2 separate regions of the Mus musculus genome follow, and region 2 is linked to region 1. The links are chromatin contacts, called in public Hi-C maps. All regions are on one chromosome and are shown on one strand. Each heading gives the region's core, a stretch centred on a gene start, on an enhancer-like site or on the middle of the called end of the contact. The rest is flanking DNA. Distances are from core to core; before and after follow the strand shown.

Region 1 (5,539 bases), core at 1,584-4,083:
TGGAATCTGCTTTTGTTTCCCGGTTGTCAGACCTCGTTTCTGCCTGACTGTTGGCTGAGGCTCAGTGTTGCATGATACGGGGCACCCTGCAGCACCACCTCCATCCAGAGGAGTCGAGTGGGTGTTGCGGCGTCCCTCAGCCTAAAGATGCGGTCACAACTGGACCTCATGTTGTGTAACCGAGCCTCCCAACTTAGTTGGAAGCCACAGCCCAATGAGCAGACCCATCTTCCCAGGGCGCAGCACATTGTTTTTGTTTCCATTTACAAAAATGGTATTTGTGGCCCATGTTCTGAGTAAGGGATTGCTTCTCCTCAGCTACACTGAGCTAAAAGTAGGTGTAGGGATGGGTGCTGAGACATGATGAAGGATGAGTCACCTCTGCCTGGACAGTAACACCTACACTGTCCCTTGGCAGGGAGCATGTGGAAAAACCCTGCCCTCTCCCACCTGTCTCTATACGAGGCTAAAGGGGGATGGGCTAGCCTTGGCTCAGGCCAGTGGTATAGGTTGTAAATCCAACCCCTAGGATCTCCTCATGCTAAAACAATGACTTCCAGCGATTCCCTGAGGAGATGTCATGACTGCCTTCCCATCTTATCCGCAAAGGGTCATGAGTTAGTGTGGACCCCATTTCACCCTTTAGGTTACACTGAGACATCTGAGTGGCAATGCAAAGTCCTCGGGTGTGTAACCTGGAGCCTCCACAGCACCCTCCACTCTCCTCACCCATCAGCCTCAAGGACCACAGTGACAAGAGTAAAGGCTCTGTCACTCAGGGGACAGGCAAGGGGTCAACACGCTGACTCCCCAGTCTTGAGAGTCCGTCTCCTCCCTCATGCCCAACTTCAGCCATCTCTGTCACTGGCATCTGCATTCTTGACGGGTGTTCTTACGCGCGCTCGACTGGCCAGGAAGAATGACGCTGCAACAGGATCCTTCTGCACACGTTTATTGGGAGAGCTTGATTGTAGAGGCGAAAGACCCCGAGCCCAGAACTGGTGCTGCTTTTATAGGCCTAGGAGAGGCATGTCTCACACCCGGATTGGTTATGCACTAAGCCTCATTTGCATGTTCCTCATCTGATTGGCTACTCTCTCTCTCTGTACCTCACAGAGCCTCATTATCATACCTCATTTGCATGTCTCACATCTGATTGGTTATACTCTCAGTACCTTACAGAACCTCATTATCATGCCCGGGCCAGGCAGTGTCTTTGCAAAAAACTTTACTGCATATGTACACATTGGTTGTTTGTCCAAACTTATGCGTGGTGGCCAGCAGTAGTCAGTGCCACTCTGCAACGGCACATGTGGCTTCCCACAGGGTGTTCAGAGGACACTCCTGCTTGACACCACTCAAATCCTGAGGCATTGGTTCTCATAGATAGCACTGCTGGCCAGGGTTAGAGCAGTCCATATTCACACTCCAGGCCTAGCCTACTGAGATGGAGTATTAAGGGCGAGTGTGAGGCTTCTGGGTTTGTACAGAGCTCTGTCTGGTTGCAGAAGAGTCCAGGCATGGAGGCTGCCTTTATCCTTCGCCTCCTGAAGCACTCTTGCCCTGCACCTCCTCAGAGCACTGTGTATGCCAGAGCTTCTCCCGGCTTTGTGTCTCTGTACCCACAGGGGCAGGGGGCAGAACCTTTATTCCGACTACGTGCTGCACTCACCAGAATCCTTTTCATCAAGCTCCATCCTCGCATCTCTGCCCCATGCATTTTCTCCAGTGTACATGTACTCAGAAAAGTCTCCGGGGCTGACCGTGTGCTGGACAGGCACCCTGTCTACCCAGATTTGCAGGACAGCAGCAGTCACTGTCCACAGGTTGGGGCATGCCTGGGATGTCCACCAGGTGAGAGACGCAGGTGCCTGCACTGCTCACTGCCACACTGGCTGAGCCAGTCAGTGGTGACTAGGATGATCCACTGGGACACACTTGGCTCAGTCACCTCTCCCTACCTAACTGCCTGCATGGCTAGCACATGTACATATGCTAAGCACCAAGCCGTGCATGCACATGCTAACAGCAGCACCCAGGACTCCATATCAATGAGAGGATGCGTTTAGAAAAGGGGCATGAGTTTGGGAGTGGGGCAGGGACCCTCTCTAACCTGTATTGTTCCCCCTCCCCAACAAGTACATAAGAGCAAGAGATCAGAGTCCAAAACCAGACAGGGTCTGGCCTCTCACCAGTCTTCAGAGGATCCAGACTGGGGAAGCTATGGGCCCTAGACCATCTGGCTGGACACTTGAGGGCTATCCTGAATGTCCTTCCGTACTCCGTGGCTTGGGGTGGGGCTCTACTGATGAGGGGCTGGGGAATGAGAACGTACATTCTGCAGTGCCCCTTCAGACATGGTGTATGGGCTCTGCTCACAGCTCCATGCCTTAGTGTCCCATTTATAGGCCCAGGATTGTCAGTGCTAAGCACTAAAGCAAAGGCCCAAAGGTCTGGTCATCCTAGGGTCTGCTCCTGGGAAAGGAGCGAACGAAGAAAGATGACCGACATCCGTCTGTCCATCCGTCCATCCATCTTTCCATCCACAGCCACCAAGTGAAGACCCCAACCTGCCTCAGTGCTATGGGAAGACAGATGGTTTACAGGGGTCGGCAGAGTGCCCTTGGGGATCTCTCTGGGCTTTCTCTGCCCTGCTCTATGCTGCCCGGCTTGCCCGGCTTCGGGATTTTACAGGGCTGAGCTTGGCTCCCGTGAGGCCCTTGGCTTCTTGGCATAGAAACTGCGGAGCAGCAGCCTCCTCCACAAAGCCACACTGTTCTCAGCAAACCCTCCCACGAGCGGGATGGATGTTTTTCAAATGATTCAGCGGCACGTGAATGGGAAGGGCCGCACTTAAGGCCTTGGCATGAGATTCTGCTGGCCCGCCACTGTAAAGGAAGGGTTGCAGGGCGTGGGCTTGGTTCCACCAGGCCTAGAAGGATAGAGCCAGGGTCCTGGGGGGCATGATGCAGCTGGAGGGCTGGGCCAAGAATGCTTGTAGCTTGCTTCTGCTCGCTCATATAGATGTGCCATCGCCCTCCCGGAGAAGAGCCAGAGGAATGGGCAGGAAATGGAGATGGGAAAGCTGGTCTCCATGGAGACGGGCATCTAGCGGACAGCCGCCCTCCTGTGCATGCGATCATGCTAGAATCTGAGCGGTGGGCAGGGAGCCTGCTGCTAGGCAGGCCTGGCACATTCCCAGGCACCAGTCCATGAGTGGTGTGGCCCAGAGCTGAGTGTCCTGCAGTCCCTTGGCCAGAGCTTTGGAACCCCATCCCCCTCCTCCCTCACCCTCAGCCACACCCATCGGCTCGCCTTGACCTGGGTTGTTGTAGATGAACAGGTCTTGACCTCATCCTGAGTAGGCTCGGCCCTTCCCCAAGGCTGGAGTCCTGCTTGGCTTCACACTCCCCAAAAGCCCAGTTGCTGCCTATGAAGGGACAGATCATCGGATTTGGGAGTTTCTGTGGGAGGGGCTGGCTGGTCTCAGCTGCTGACAGAGGAAGGCAGTGTGGAATCCTGCTCACCAGCACAGGACTGTTTTTAATTACTGAATGACAGCCCCCTTTTCCTTTTTAGGGAAATGAGAGAAAAAGGATTTGGGGAAGGTCTTTTTTTTTTTTCCCCCACCAACCAGAGTGGCTGGGCGTGGAGCAAACAAGGCAGGGTAGAGTTCAGTGGACGACCTCAGCAATCTGCAGAGGTCACCGTGAGGTCACAACAGTGAGAAGGTTGATCACCATGAAGCCAGAGACAGCAGGTAGAGCTGGAATCCTTGGTACCTGAGGACTTGTGAGCACCAAACCTGCCTTTCATCCCTTGCGACACCTGGCTGCTCACCTATAACTCTACATCCTCATGCTGAGGTGTTGCCTCAAGACCTGGGAGCCAGAACAGGTTTTAGGGCTCCAGGACAAAGCCCCTCTGTTGACCACTATTCCCCATCTTCAGTGGGTCCTCCAGCCAGTGAAGTCGTCCCATTCTAAGGAACAAGAAAGGTCCATCCAAGTGGTCGTCCCCATGCCCTCCACAGCCCAACTCAGGTCCCACAGCAGTTCAAGGACAGCATCCTGAACACTGTAACCATCTGATGGCAGCTGTCACAGGACAAAGCCAGGACGGTGTGGCTGATCTTACGTCCCCAGCCGAGGGTATAGAATTGGGGCATTGCCCAGTTCTTCTCCAGGCTGACTTTCAGAGTTCAAGACAAATTAATCCAAATTCAATGGAAAGGCAGCCTGGCTGACCAGCTATGTGTATTGTGATGCTCTCTCTAAAGGGACAAGAAACTGATCCCAAGGGGCCACCTCAGTCAGGGTCTAGTTATGGGTGCCGTTGGCACTTTGCTAGCTGAATGGAGGATGTAAAGGACAAGACCTTATCACCCCACCCCTTCATCCCCAAGCAGAACAGACTGGAGAAAGCCACCAGAGCCTTTGTTTACTCTGGGAGAAAGATTTTATATATATATATAATCCGGCTAAATTGACTGGCAAGAACTCTCTCAAGAAACAAAGAAGTAGAGTGGCTGACTTTAGTTAGATATCGGCAGCTGGGCCTAAAGTTACCGCATTTGTATCCATTTGTATCTATTTGTATGACGGGATTAGGGAGGTCTTTCTGTAGCTAGACCTAAAGTTACTGCATTTGTATCCATTTGTATCTATTTGTATCGATGGGATGAGGGAGGTTTTTCCCTGAGGGATCTCCCCCACCTTAATGCCAGTAGCCTTAAAACTATCGCTGGCCAAATTAAACTGACAGGTTTTCTATAGGACCTTGCTGGACCCGTGTCACAGCAGAATCCTGAAGGATCGAGTGGCCAGGTAGTGACCCTCTGGTGATCCTGAGTAAATCTTTTCAACCTCAGAAGACAGGTGTTGATAGCTACAGGTTTATCTGGCTCATTGTGGGAAACTCGCCCCAGAGAGGGAGCTGAGTAGGAGCCGTGCATAGGACTTAAATATTCAGTTGGCTTATGGGATTGTCCCAAGAGCAGGTGGGCCCACAAGAGGGTTACAGACTCCAGACTCCAACAAGGAAGACTCTTGCAAGCAGCTTTCTTTCAGGTTATGACCCTCCAATGGACTCTGGGCATGTTGTGTCTTTAGATTCTCAAGGGACTTCCACAATGATGTTACAATGGACACTATCAAAATCTAAAGTCGCTGACAAGCTGGGTGTGGTGGTGCATGTCTTTAATCCCTGTACTTGGGAGGCAGAAGCAGGTAGATCTCTGTGACCTCAAGGCTAGCCTAGTTTACATAGTGAATTCCAGGCTAGTAAAAGTTACCTAGTGTTCTCTCTCTCTCTCTCTCTCTCTCTCTCTCTCTCTCTCTCTCTCTCTCTCCCTCCTCCCTTTCTCTCTACACACACACACCCACACACACACCCACACACACACACACACACACACACAGTCTTGTTGGATTTATGAACATGTCTTCAGGGCTCAATAGACCATGTGTTGGTGACCCAGGGGACAGACAGGAGCCCCTCCGGAGGGAGAACCATGACTCTTTTGCCACAGTTGTTATCC
Region 2 (5,525 bases), core at 751-3,250, 400 kb before region 1:
CCTTTGACGGGCACACATGCTGGAGCACACCTGTGGAAGTCAGAGGTTAGTTCTCTTATTCTTCCATGTGGGCTTTGAGGCTCAAACACAGGTCGTTAGTCTTGGTGACAGAGCCTTGACCTGCTGACCCCTCTCACCAATGAAATTTTAAAAAACAGCGATTAAATCTTTGTTAAGAAAGCCTGAGGTTTGGTGCTAGGAATGGAAGGGGTGTCTCAACCTTTAATCAAATAGTGTGTTTGCCAAGGGCTCCTTCCACCTGGCACTGTGGTGGCTGAGGGCACAGGGAATGGTGTCTCTACACCTTCCTTTGAGGTGATTTAAGCTTTCTGGACAACAGCTCTCTCAACTGGGCAACCAGGGCTTTGGCAAAAAGGTGGGTTGGAAAGGAGATGGGGGCTCTGTGACCCAGGGCCACCACTGTAAGATACATCTGCTCCATGGCGGACAATAAGCAGACAGTAAGCAGACGGGGGAGCCTGGGATCTGCTGAGGTGCGTGACATGGAGTCTACACAGCATGCAACCCCGTGTGCACACGAAAAGCAATGGAGTTACTCAGAAATGTGCACCACAGCCTGGATGGTGAAGCCTCTCTTCGCCAGCGTGGCTTCCCCAGCCACTCAGATCAGCCCACTTCAATCTGAGCTTAGCTTCATACTGAAGACTTCCGCCTGGGCTTCTAATACTCACAACTCAGTGCTTACTGGGGAACGTCCCAGGAACATGGGGGTTGCAGGAGTCTGGGGGAAACTCAGGTAGGAGAGGTGTTGCCAGAGACCACCAGGACAAGGTTTCTGACAAGACTTTGCAAGGATGCCATGCCAAGACCAGCAGAGCAGGTGTGAAGGTGGCTTAGCAGGAGCATCTGCCCATGCTGGCCCAGCCCCGGCTCCCGCTGGAGGCATGCAGGAAGCAGGGTAGTGGAAAATCCATGTGCCAGCTGACCTGTGTGTGCTCTTGGGAGAGACCAACTCTTTAGCAATGTCATACCAGAATGAAGCTTCTTGGTGACATCAGCGAGACACCAGACACCGTGTGTGAGTTTGAATGAGAATGGCCTCCGGAGAATCATGTTTGAATAGTTGATCTCCAGTTGGTGGAACTGTTTGGGAAGGATTAGGGGGTGTGGCCCTGGGTGAGGTACTGGGACTAGGCTTGTTCGAGGTATGAAAGGACTCACATCATTCCCAGCATGCTCTGCCCTCCACTGTGGCTGGCTGTTCCTGCTGCCATCCAGGCCTTTGCTTTCCTGTTATTGACTTTAGCCCTGTGACATGGTAGGCCAAAATGAACATTCTTTTATAAGTTTCCTTGGTCATGTATTTTGTCACAGCGATAGAACAATAACTAATACACCCAGGAGGCTGAGTCCTCTCAGTGTCTGTCCCCTGGACCCAAGAGAATGCCTGCTTATCACCTAGGTGACTATTTTCTATCTGCAGTGGGTATCTGTGGGCCTGTTGTCCAGCATCTGTCCCCATTCATGATGGCATATAGCACACAGCCTCAAAAGAACCAAATCTGTGCAGCCAGATGTGGCCAGATGACCCAGGGACCTATATTTAAAATCCCAGGTAGGTCTCTGGTTTTGTCGACCCCTGTTGTGTGTGACTGGAATCCTTCTGGGATGGATCTTGCTGGGTCTCTTTGGGAACGTGCTTTGGTGGCCACAGCTTCACAAACTGCTTGACAAAGTCCAAACGGGACACAAAGAGGAGAGATGACCTGCTAACCTGGGGAGGGGGAAAGCTCAGAGGCAGGGTGCTTTCCCAGCATGCCTAGTGCCCTGGGTTCAACCCTCAGCTCTGCAAAAAGGAAGAGAAGAAAGAAGAGGCGAGGGATCCTTGGAGTCTAGGAAGGGAGAAGTAAAATCCGGAGAAATCTGGACAGGAAGTGAGCGAGAGACTTCTTATTGCCAGGAGACCCAAGCTGTTAGAAGGCAAGAAAGGGGAGGAGCTCTGTAAGGAGGCCCCGCCCCCACAGCTGCCCCAGACATCCATTTCTGTGTTGGGCCGCACCCACATGATGCCTCCAGCTTACTCATGTCACAGGCACCCCAACCCTGTGACAGCTGAAGGGACTGGAAGCCAGAGACCGTCTCCTCTCAATCTCCAGCACACTCTTATCCTAGACGGCCGGCCCCTCTCACAGTGGCAGCCACAAGCCCCGCAGTGACTAAGACTCCCTTTCAGCAACTGGGCTGTGCATGGGGAAACACAGCCCCCCTCACAGGGGCAACACAGCCCCTCTCACAGAGGCAACCACAAGCCCCGCAGGGACTGAGACTCCCGGGGAAACACACACCGCTTCCCCAGACTCATTTGAGACTGGCCGGTTTCCTTACCGACGGTGTGCATAGGGCTGAATTGTTTTGAACCTGTGTTTGTTGTTTGTTTTTTTTGTTTTGTGTTTGTTTTTTGAGAGGGTCTCACGCTGACCTTGAACTCTTGGTCTTCCGGTCTCAGCTTCCTGAGTGCTGAGCTCACAGTCATACAGCCAGGGCACCAGGTTCCTTTTTCCTTTCCATGTGGCGTCTGGAAATGAAGATTGTACGTGTAGTTTGCATGATACTCCAGCTGGATATTGCTGGTCTCAAGGCAGAGATTCCCGCTGATAGTCATAGAGCCTAAGCGGTTGATGTGAAAGACAGATGTTCAATAAGCGTGCTAAAACGTGGCAGGGGTGAGAGACAGGTGCCCTGGCACATGGACAGAGCTGGAGATATAGGTTCTGCCGAAAGCTGCGGCGGGGCTCTGCAGCTCTCAACTGGGTTCTCTCTTCCCACTGATGGATCTGCTACCCCCCACCCGCCACCCCTCCTCAGAGCCCTAACGCTTCTACTTTTGGGAGGCCCAGGCTCTTTGCAGACCTCTGGCTGGTCCAGGGCAGGCAGCTTGGGCCCTGGTCAGTGCATCCGGAGGAAGCTCTCATTGAGAATGCGTGGCCTGTCGGGTGCCATCGCAGGAGCCTCGGATAAAGTGTTCCTATGAAGAAGATAATTGAAAATCAAAAAAGACTTTGTTAATTTGATTAGGCAGAGCCGTAGTTGAATTGTTCTTCATCAAAAGAGATTTAATTTTGACATGCAATTAAACCCTTCTGCTGTAAGATCTGCCCCTCGTGCTGGGGAAGGGCTGGGCAGCCTGGGGCGGGGTGTGGTGCTTGGAACAGTCGGGTGGGGGTGGGGCTGAGAAGGGGAGAGGTGTGGGGATTGGAGGACCAATGGAAATTATGACAAATGAGGTCAGGGCATGGCCAAGGAAGGGGTTATCACAGGTTGCGAGAGAGAGCAGAGCGCCTCAAGCTGACAGGGTTTGAATACAGGAGCAGATGGACGGGGGAGAGGCGGGCCAGAGAGGCTTTCCAAGAAAAGGGAGGTCACTTCCAGGAATCTGAGAGGATGCAGATTCCTGTGGCCTTAAAGACTCGTGTTTCCCAAGAGGGAAAATCTAGGGGCATCTGGTTTTGTGACATAGGATGGCTTTCTGGGAACATGAAACCATGTCCAGTCTGGGGCTGGAAAATGCTGTGTGGATCTGCACTGTGGGGGCTGAACCTGAAGGGCTGAGGGCAGGGTGGCAGGGTGGCAGGGAACCAGTGTGGCCTAGGACAGCCGCTGTGAGGAGAGCTAGAAAGGCTACAGCCTTGCTATAGAACTGCTGACCACTGGGACAGGTGTGACACAGGCCACACAAAGCCTTTTCAAGTGAGCTGCATGGCAGAGGGGCTGAAGAGACGCAGCTGTACTCCTAATGGGAGATTTGTCTGCTCCAGGAAGTGGGCAGGGCCATTCTGTGCAGGTCACCATATGGTAGAGAGCGTGGCAGTCCAAAGTAGTGGGAGAGAGGACATTGGTTAGGTCGAGATGCTTCCCTCAGGTTAAAAATAACCTTCACCCCAACTCTCACCCCCACCCAGCCCTCACCCCCACTCCCACCCCACTCCAGTCTCACCCCCATCCCAGCCCTTACCCTCACCCCCACGCCCACCCCGAAGGCTCCACAGGACTGGGCTGTAGGCCTGGACTTAAGGGCTCCTTCTGAGGCACGGGCAGCCTTGAGAAGGTCCCCTAAGCCCCACCCCAGGCTTCCAGGCCCCTTCACACTCTCCTCGTGGGCTGTGCCATGGTGAGGAAGTTTCCAGATTACTGCCAATGCTCCAGCAGGGCAAGGGTTATGCCCGGCAAGGCAGAGATCGATGTTCTGTAATTAGTAATTAGTAAATGTTTTCTAGACCCATCCTAGAAGTCGGGGTCATTGTGCAAATAGCTACATTACCTCAGCAACCCAGCCTGGACCCGAAGGGCCTCAAGACAGAGAATGCGGAGGAGGAACAGCCTCCTAGAGCCCACACAGCTCCTGGTGGACCCCCTCCCAGCCCCATCCTGCCTGCCCGAGAGGGAGTAGGCATAGTCCCCTGAGATCTCCTGCCAGCCACCACCAGCTCCCTAATGCTCCACACCAGGACACTCCCCACCTGCTTGCTCTGAGGAGAGTCCTGGAGACCCTCTGACTTAACAGTGACCCCCTCACTGAGGGATTCCTTAGGGCTTCCCTCTTCCTGGTGCACTCACAAGGGGGTGCCCCCCACCCCCATTGCCTTCCCAACTACTCGGACCTGTGATGCTGGGATGAACGGGATCTGCAGTCCTATAGGTGGAGAAGCTGCGCTTTCTGAGGAAGAGATCAAAAATTCTTGTGCTTGTGGAGGCTGGGAGTGTGGACATGTCAATCGTGGCCATTTTAGACACCTTGGTGCCACCAGACACTAGTATAGAGTAATTTAATATTATATATCGTCACCTTTCCTCCACTTTGATTCTGTGGACACAGTGTGTAGCAGACGCATGAGGACCCAGGTCTACGACACTTTTCATAGAAATCAGCCTTGGTGGCCCGCGCTTGTAACTTAGCGCTTAGAGCTGGAGACCGGGATTTCAGAGACACTGGAAGCCAGCCTAACCAATCAGTGAGCTCTGAGACTCTTTGGCAGCCACCTTAGCCAATCAGTGAGCCCTGAAACTCACTGTCAGTCAGCCTAGCCAATCAGCAAGCACTGAACCTCACCTCAAAACTCACCTGGAGGTCAGTAGAGGAAGATGCCCGACTTTGCCCTCTGGCTTTCCACAAGCGCATGCACAAGCAAGCACACATACATGCACATACATGCACACACATGCATTTGCTCCCTCCTTCCACTCACAAAAGATTTTCATAGGCTCTGGGCCTGGTGGAGATATACCCTGCCATCTTGTGAGAGGGCTGGCGATCCCTCAGTGACAAGAGACGAATGCATTTCTGAATCCTTGTCCTAGTGGAAGGTGGTGACCTGAGGCTGGCAGATCCATATGTGATGTGAACCCAAGGAAGTGTGTGTTTCCCCTGAGGTGTTTTAGGGGAGCAGAAAGGAGACAAGAGAGGAACTACAGAGACTCAAACTCCGTCTATCAAGCCAACCCTGAGCACTGGCAGCCCTCCCCTTTTGTGTGATGCTGGCTAGCCTGAAACATCTGATTGGGTGAGC

Evidence for each region. Hi-C and Micro-C count contacts between places; a contact is called where the count stands out from the background.
Region 2: a contact with region 1 is called in a Hi-C map of myocytes, with 2.3 times the contacts expected there. The contact joins two enhancer-like sites. A contact is called at or near these places in 6 of 484 Hi-C or Micro-C datasets (cerebellum, cortical neurons, myocytes and 3 more) and 1 of 115 datasets of contacts at active chromatin or transcription factors (embryonic forebrain).

What each region holds. Positions count from the first base shown.
Region 1 is chr11:118,325,050-118,330,588 of GRCm38.p6, reverse strand. The region is part of intron 1 of Timp2 (tissue inhibitor of metalloproteinase 2); the gene reads left to right. Among named protein-coding and RNA genes, the nearest start is that of Cep295nl, 15 kb to the left of the region's middle. Within about 2 kb of position 2,833, at least 175 of the 459 cell types and tissues checked have an H3K27ac peak or open chromatin away from gene starts, as enhancers often do. A contact at or near this core is called in cerebellum and myocytes, where this site is marked.
Region 2 is chr11:118,726,111-118,731,635 of GRCm38.p6, reverse strand. The region is part of intron 2 of Rbfox3 (RNA binding protein, fox-1 homolog (C. elegans) 3); the gene reads left to right. Among named protein-coding and RNA genes, the nearest start is that of Gm11750, 57 kb to the left of the region's middle. Within about 2 kb of position 2,000, at least 15 of the 459 cell types and tissues checked have an H3K27ac peak or open chromatin away from gene starts, as enhancers often do. A contact at or near this core is called in cerebellum and myocytes, where this site is marked.